Regions from separate parts of the Zea mays genome. Here region 2 is linked to region 1. The links are chromatin contacts, called in public Hi-C maps. All regions are on one chromosome and are shown on one strand. The core of a region is the stretch at or near the end of the contact, and the rest is flanking DNA. Distances in the headings are between cores, read along the strand shown. Region 1 holds the start of LOC100277976. Region 2 holds the start of LOC100283704 (lysM domain containing protein).

Evidence for each region. A called contact is a pair of places that touch in the nucleus more often than the background predicts.
Region 2: a contact with region 1 is called in a Hi-C map of leaf, with 5 times the contacts expected there. The contact joins the promoter of LOC100283704 here to the promoter of LOC100277976 in region 1. A contact is called at or near these places in 3 of 25 Hi-C or Micro-C datasets (ear, leaf and tassel).

The regions. Positions count from the first base shown.
Region 1 is chr5:27,383,800-27,387,730 of Zm-B73-REFERENCE-NAM-5.0, reverse strand. It overlaps LOC100277976, which reads left to right and starts at 1,774. Exons shown (of 2, transcript NM_001151405.3): 1 at 1,774-2,275; 2 at 2,423-2,908. The coding sequence starts at 2,017. The coding sequence ends at 2,616.
Region 2 is chr5:27,691,416-27,695,346 of Zm-B73-REFERENCE-NAM-5.0, reverse strand. It overlaps LOC100283704 (lysM domain containing protein), which reads left to right and starts at 2,083. Exons shown (of 3, transcript NM_001156603.2): 1 at 2,083-2,580; 2 at 2,772-2,908. The coding sequence starts at 2,323. It overlaps LOC100304395, which reads left to right. Exons shown (of 12, transcript NM_001165831.1): 12 at 1-425.

The DNA.
Region 1 (3,931 bases), core at 525-3,024:
TAAGCACCACTGCATCCAAGTTGATTGGAGCAACACTTCTACCAAACAAGGCAACAGTAGTGTCCCCCATGTCGTCGATGTTATCAAGGGTCAGCCTTACTGCATGAGATCTCTGTTGATGGTTCTATAGGGCAGCCAACATTGTCTTCGACCATTGCCATCTCGAATGTCGTTTTCTCCTCCCACTCGACACTTTCCATCAATGGCACGTGTGGCACCAACAGAACGCACCTAGCATTAGACGATGACATGTAACCAATCTTAGACACAAAACAAGATAGAATTAGGGTTGATGTTACAAATCAAAGAGATCTAGGGTTAGGATTCATGTTACAAACCTACACATTCGAAGCTCGAAGCTAGAGATACGAAGATGAAGATGCTTGGCGGCTAGAGACTTGCCTCGATGGACAAGGAACAATGAGAAAGGTCGATGACAGACATCGAACAATATCGAGATGAAACAAGAGTAGGAAAGGTGAGAAGGACACGAGAAGATCTACAAGAGCTAATAATGAAGGTCACTGAAGATGGGATGACACAAGCGATGTGACGATCATATTATACAGAGAAGAGAGACGCAAGAGCGAGATGCAGAGAGACATGGGAGAGAGAGACGAGGTAGAATGTTATTAGGGTTTTGAGGAGGGAGGATCACGTGGCCTGGAGGAGCAGGAGCAGCTCATACGTGGGATATCCAACAACGAAGAGGTCATAAAAACGAGGAGAACAACGAGAGAGACGACAAAAATGTTAGACGACATCAAGAGAAGCAAGAGCAACGCCACAGCTAGAGGTGGGAGCAAATGAGGATTGATTATTATGATTTGTAGGAAGATAGTGTCTCATAAAGCGAGACATGAACGTCAGGATTTGCCGAAGTGAGAGCGGATAGGTGGGAGTATGGTCCTATTTGACACAACTTATTTCACAGCCTTTTCACAGATTTAAGCAGGAGTTGTACCAAACAGGATGTTTCTGCCGCAGCTTATCAGTTTAGTTGTTTACCAAAATGAACTAAAAACAAACAATAAGTCCTTTGGAACAAAAGATTATTTTATTAATCTTGTGTTTTTCCTGTGTTTTTGAACTAACTCATATGAAATTTCTATATCATTCCTATAAAATTCCTGGGTTCCAAAGGAGGCTTAAGTAGAATGTATTTTTTTCACCGGTTTCTCATATAAACTGCTTTTTCAACAAACGCTAGTGGTTCCAAGCTGAACATAACGGGATTGAGCCATGTCTGGAGTTTGTGGTCGGGCCGGACTCGCCCGCAGTGCTGGTAGAGTAGGGCAATTCGGACTAGGCTTACGCTATCTTCAGCGACTCCAAAACAACCGGAGTATTTTGCACCCACTAATTACAGTAAAGTTTAAAATATCTCAAAACATTATTTCATTATTTTTAAAGTTTAAAATAAAGAGTGACATAAAAACTAGGATAGAAAGACTGCTGGCCTCCTGTGGCAGAAGCAATTAGTAGTACAGTAGTACTAGTACTCACATCGGAAAGAGCAACAGGACGCTGCACGCAGAGCAGGACTCGAAAAGCCGGGGGAAGCCGGGAAGCGAGGCCCGATGAGAGGTGCTGAGCTGCGCACTACACCCTGCGCGAGCGGGCGCCGCGCCCGACAAGACCCGCGCGCGTTCCAACTTCCACTCGCCCCGTGGCCCGTGCCGGCCGTGCGCTCGGCCCATTGCCCTGCAGCAGGCCACAGGCCTCAGGCCGCGCGGTCAGGGTCGACTGGTCAAGTCGAGCTCGTGCCAAATCAAAACAATCAGTGCCAGTCACCGCCATCGGCGGTCCGCGTCAATCGAAATCGCTTCGATCCAAGTTCGTCCCACGCATCCGATTTTCCTCCTGCACCGCGCTTGGCGACTTGGCGTGGATTCGCGGTAGCTGCGCATTCGCGACGACGTCTCCAGGAACCACTGCTACCCAGTCACTCCCGTCTCTAGGTACCTGTTGTTGCCTGCCGCTGCCTCTGCCTCTGCGCCTCGCGCGCCGAGGGAGATGGCATCGGCGGGCCGCTGGGCGTGGATGGCGGAGGTGGCGGGCGAGGAGCTGGCGAAGCTGGAGGCGGCGCACCCGGGCCGCTTCGCCCCGCTCAAGGCCGAGCTCGAGCGCCTCGTGGCCGACCCCGGCTTGGACGAGGCAGCGTTCCCGCTCGTCTCACCGCGCGCCGGCGCCGGCGCCGTCATTGATCCCACTCCGGCCGCCTCGTCCCAGCCTGCTGCTGCTCCTTCGACCACGGTGCCCGTGTGCACTCAAGGTTCGTCCTGCACGTGCCTTCCGCTGTCCGCTCCATGCCATGTCATGCACCCTTCCTGTCTCGTTCCCTGCCACGGGGCCAGCGCATGCATGATCCAGCCATCACCATCAGCCGCTCACTCACTCACCTTGCGAGGAACTTGTGCAGAGTCGTCGACCCGGAAGAGAAAGCCGCGTGGCAGCATGCGGGAGCGGGAGGAGGGGAAGCGGAGACGGTGGGCGAGTACGCAGCCGCCGGGAGGGACAAAGGACACGGCAGACACGGCCATCGAGCGCGCCCAACGGTGCCTGGAGAGGATCCGCGCCTTCAAGCAGAGCTTGCTTGCCGCTTGGATTCACTGACGGGATGCGGGGGTGGAGAAAGAAACGAGAGCAGGAGGAAAGAAAAACTCTGGCGATGGAAAGGGAAACCAAAAAATAAAACAACTTTGATCGATCGAGAACCCAGAACCCCTTTTTTTTAGTATTGGAAAGTGAGAATCATAATGTTCTTGGACAAAAAGTTGGCTCTTCAAGATTACACAGACCTATGTAAGTACAGCTGCCCTTGTACACGGAATCACGGATTAAGCTGAACTGCGCAAACAGTAAAGCCAGTTATATGCCTCACTCACTCGAACAGTGTTCATATCAGTTGGGGATTGGTTTAAATAATTTCAGCCGATACCATCTAAATGTTCGGCAAAGAGCATCTTCCCGCTTTTAAAAAGTTCTACCGAAGGTGGATTTTGAAAATTTAGGTATCAGTTTACCAAGTTCCGACGGGGATTTTTTTCTTTCCATTTCCTATCTTTTTTTCTATAAAATAAGCTGATTTCTACGAAATTTTTATATGGTTCTTCTGAAATTTCTACATTTTAAAGGAGACCTAAAAGTGTTTTACCTTTGGTTTCTTTTGTACAATTTATCTTGTGGACTTGAAGTTGTTTTGAAAGAAAAAAAATTTTGATAAAAAAACTCTAGTTCTAATTTCGCAATAATTGTGCCAAGTTTCTGAGAAACCAAAGGAAACTATTTTTTTGCAACTTTAGGGTAGGCTGGTTTCAACCGCTCATGCGAACATTGTAGATTGTACTCTCTCTAGGTGTCAAATTTTTACTTGTGGATTGCTCAGGTGATCCTTCAGTCGTCCATGTGTTTGTGGTCCATGTGTTTCACATGGAAACAACTACGTTATGAGGTTGAGTTTTGTTGTCCATGTGTTTCACATGGAAACAACTACGTTATGATGTTGAGTTTTGCTTTGGCAACTGTCTGATGGTACAGGCGTTTGTCAATATTATATTGGTGAAGGCGTTGAGATCCAAACTCAAGATCGTCGAGAACGTGTTGGGCCAAAGCTTTATGCAAGGCTTGTTCCTAGTAGCTGTCGGGGGTTCCTAAAGTGCATTGGGTAAATGGGTTGCTTGTGCATAGTTGAAATTTATATCATCCATGGCTATCATACCATGTTTGTGAGATGGAAATGGTTTCTAGGCGAAGTTCCTATGGTTCTAGGGTTAGAGCTTACCATTCACGTCTAAGATTCAAGCTTGTGACCTATGTTGGTGTAGAAAGTTTGGAGGTTGTACTTCCCTTGCCCTTTCTTCCTCACCAAGCTAGAAGAGGTTGGGAGATTTTTTGGCTCCACTCTAGTGATGGGAATGTCTAAGGGAAT
Region 2 (3,931 bases), core at 834-3,333, 310 kb before region 1:
CCATTATAATTTCAGCATAGCTGCGTTTGGAGCCAACCGGAGTTGCCTGGCATCGAGTACAGATTCTGATGTGGAGAACAGGGCGCCTGGCATGAATCAGTGGCATCTCCACCCAACTCTGATAGCTTGCCACAAGGGTGGAAAAGAGATCGCAGTCGCAAGAGGAATATCATCCTGCCAACATGGGTGAGCCGCGGGCGCATCATACTTACTAATTACGTTTCTCCTCTGCTCGTCCACCGCCAGTTTCTGTGTTTCTCATAGCAAGTAGAACTAAAGCACCTCAAAGATGTAAAGTTATGTATGCAGTCGCAAATAGTTTAGGATTTTGAGCACATATTGATAATTTTTATACATGGAGAGTCAGTATGTATGTGAAATAGTACGAGCAAGAGTTTTGTGCAGCGTGATCAAGCTGTGGCCATAATGCTTGTACATGTGTCGCAATCAGCAGCAGAGGCGTAGAGCCACCACGGTTACACAGATTGTTAGGGGGTGTTTGGTTTAAGGAATCACTACATTTAAATTGAGCTAGTGCATCATAGGTTCATTCCTTAAATTCGGTGGGATGACTCTATTCCTCATATTAGTACTAACTAATTAAATATGACGAATGAGGTGGTGATGGTTCAACTTATTCCATTCCACAAACCAAACAAAAATAGTGAGGAGTGAGAAAACTCATTTCATTCCATAAACCAAACAAAAATAGTGAGAAGTGAGAAGATGATGGACTAGTTCATTCCTCAAACCAAATATCATATTAATATATAGAAGTTTTGTTTAACATTGCCCTTTTCTTACTCAAGCGCTCTATTTTAAATTTTTACTAGTCAGCCATGCATTGCTCAAACCAAATATCCTATTAATATATAGAAGTTTTGTTTAACATTGCCCTTTTCTTACTCAAGCGCTCTATTTTAAATTTTTACTAGTCAGCCATGCATTGCTGCAGTTTCTACTATATAAGTCGACTTTATTTTAATAAGACAAAAATGTGTGTTCTATTGGTTATTGGTTAGGTGGTTATTGGTTAGGTGAATATGAATGTGAAGCCAATAATCAAGATTTAAATCCTTATTAGCGGCTAGGTGATTGGCGTGGTAGGGCTAGCCCGCGCGACCAGTACTTGCTTTATTTTATTAATATTGACGAACATCGATCAATATGACATAATGTGGTTTCATTTCAAGTACACACGTAAAAGTGACTAAAATCATTAATTACTATGCACAAAGACTGTATTACCCCTACTTCAAGGCAAGAAGCAAAATGTAAGGAGAGAGAGGGTGAAGAAAGGGCAAATCCAGTAAAAGTGCTACTTTACTCACTGTTTTAGTGACTAAAGAACTAAATTTTAGAAGGCCTTTAGTCTCTCTATTTGTAGTTTAGTGACTAAGGCACTGTTTGTTTCAGATTATAATCTCTCCAGATTATATAATCCAGCACAAATAATCTAATAGTTAAACAAACACATAGATTATGAGTTCAGATTATATAATCTAAACTTCAGATTATCATAATCTTTTCAAGACTAGCTTATTTGAGATTATTTTGGCAAAAGACCCACTACCCATGGTAATGTAAATAGAAATCACAATATATGTCATCCTTCTTTTCTCACCTCAAATAAACAATAAGGGTATTGTTGTCTTTGTGAATAATCTACATTTGTATAATCTAAACTACCAAACAACTACGTATAGATTATAATATATCCAGATTATAATCTGGATTATATAATTTAGATTATAATCTAGATTATATAATCTATAAGCTGAAACAAATAGGTCCTAAGTGAGTTTAGTCACTAAACTTTTGTAGTTTGGAACAAAGAGGGGGAACTTCACCGTAATAGAACAAAAAATGCAAAATAATAACTATTTTTTTAAAAAAACTATCTAATGCTGCGGTGCAGTTTAGTAGTACAGTGGTTTTCTTTAAGATAAAAAGACCATTTCAAAACCAATGGGGCAAAACCTTCATTTTTCAAATAGATAGAAATCGAGATTCATTTTCAATATTTTATTTATGACGACGCAATTAAAAACGTCGAAGCGCATGGTACTTCCCGTGCGCCACGTTTCTAGCGTCCCCTTCTTCCTTCTTCCCCGAGCCGCGTCAAAGGAACCAAACCTGTGAGAGCTCCCCTCTCCCCTCCCCTCCCCTCCCACCCTTCCCTTCCTCTCTCCTCGTCGATTCCTCGCACTATCTCCTATTCTGCACCCCCAGCCGCCGGCACCGACGGCGATTCCACGGGGCGCCGCCCCCGAATCTGCGCCCTCCGCGCTTAGATCTCCCCCCTCCGCGCTTCCGGATGTCATGATCCGCCCCCATTTGCCCAAGGACCCGGCCTTCCCGCGCACCAATGGGTCCTTGGACGGCGGGGCCCGCGGCCTCGGCGAGATCGAGGAGGTGGGCGCTGCGGCCACCGTAGCCGTCGAACAGTCCCCCTCGCAGTCCTCGTCCCCGTCGGCGTCGTCGCCGGCGGCGGCGATGTCATCGTGCGGGCAGTACATGCTACACCGGGTGCGCAAGCTGGACACCCTAGCGGGCGTCGCCATCAAGTATGGTGTCGAGGTAATGCGACGGGAGTGATGTGCTGCTGTGTATTATGTAGGGTCTCTGGTTTTAATATTACGTTGGAGTATCAGATGGTATATACAACAACACCATTCTTTAACTTGGTAGCTGTTCTGCGTGGAACTCCTTTCTATTTTGTATTTTTGGTGAACTGATTTTGGAATGGTTGGTGTACTCGGATTGTGTAGGTAGCCGACATTAAGAGGCTGAACGGCCTCTCAACTGATCTCCAGATGTTTGCACACAAGACACTGCGGATTCCACTCCCAGGGAGGCACCCTCCGTCGTCTTACCAGCAGAATGGTTCATATGAGAGTGACGACAGGTAGCTAGACTGAAATTGTACTGTACATCAGCATGATGCTACATAACCATGCTACCAGTGTGTCTCATGTTGTGTGTTTCTGATCAAGCATTTTTTTTGTGTGAAGTGATAACCACTAGTTATTTAAGAGTCAATAGAAAGTTCAATCAGGATATGCATGTCAAGGTCAAGGTCAGGCTAGGACAATAGTGCAATTTTGCTGAATACATGCCTTCAACTATTGCGACGTCAAACTGAAGTCTGTAATGCAACTTGAAATAGCAACCGAAAAGGGAGCTTAGCCTTATAGTCTCATGCAAAATGTTTCTTACCATTTCAAGTTTGAACCGCATGGTTGTTGCAAAAAAAAAAAACTGTCTACAATCACGGGAACGTTCACCTATCACATCAATTATTGAGGTTGCTTTGAGATCTGTTATTGGAGAGAGAAGCTAAACTGAAAATAAGTTATGAAGTCCTCCCATATTTGCAAGCCCCAAAAGGTTTCGAATTATTGATGTGGTAGTAATACATTACTCTAGATGTATAAAATTTTAAAAACGGCTTGCCATGTTTGCTGCAATCTAAACATGCAGCTAGAGTAATTAGCTTTTGTCGTGTCCTGTTTCTGCGTTCAATGCAAGCAGCAATTGTTCTTCAGCTATTCCCTTGTATACATTTAATATTTTAGAAGTGTTTTTTCAGTCCCTGTAGAGTTATTTGAGTTGTTTTGGTATTCTGTACTATCCAGATGATTTGGCCTGTTTGCTACCTGCCAACCCCACACACTGAAGTTTGATTTGATTTGTTATGGAAAAATTGATTTTAACAAAATAAATATGCACAATAACCTTGTGTTGGAGCTGTCAGCAATCGTTACACCCTTTAACCGAAGGAATCTTAAGTCCTTGGATCTTTCTGTAGCCACAATTTTCTTTTAGTGACATGCCGCTAATCAATTGAGTGGGCATATAACTTGATATTTTGGGTCTGACAGTATGAACGAACGTTCATGTGGCATATCTGAGACGGTGTATCATATTT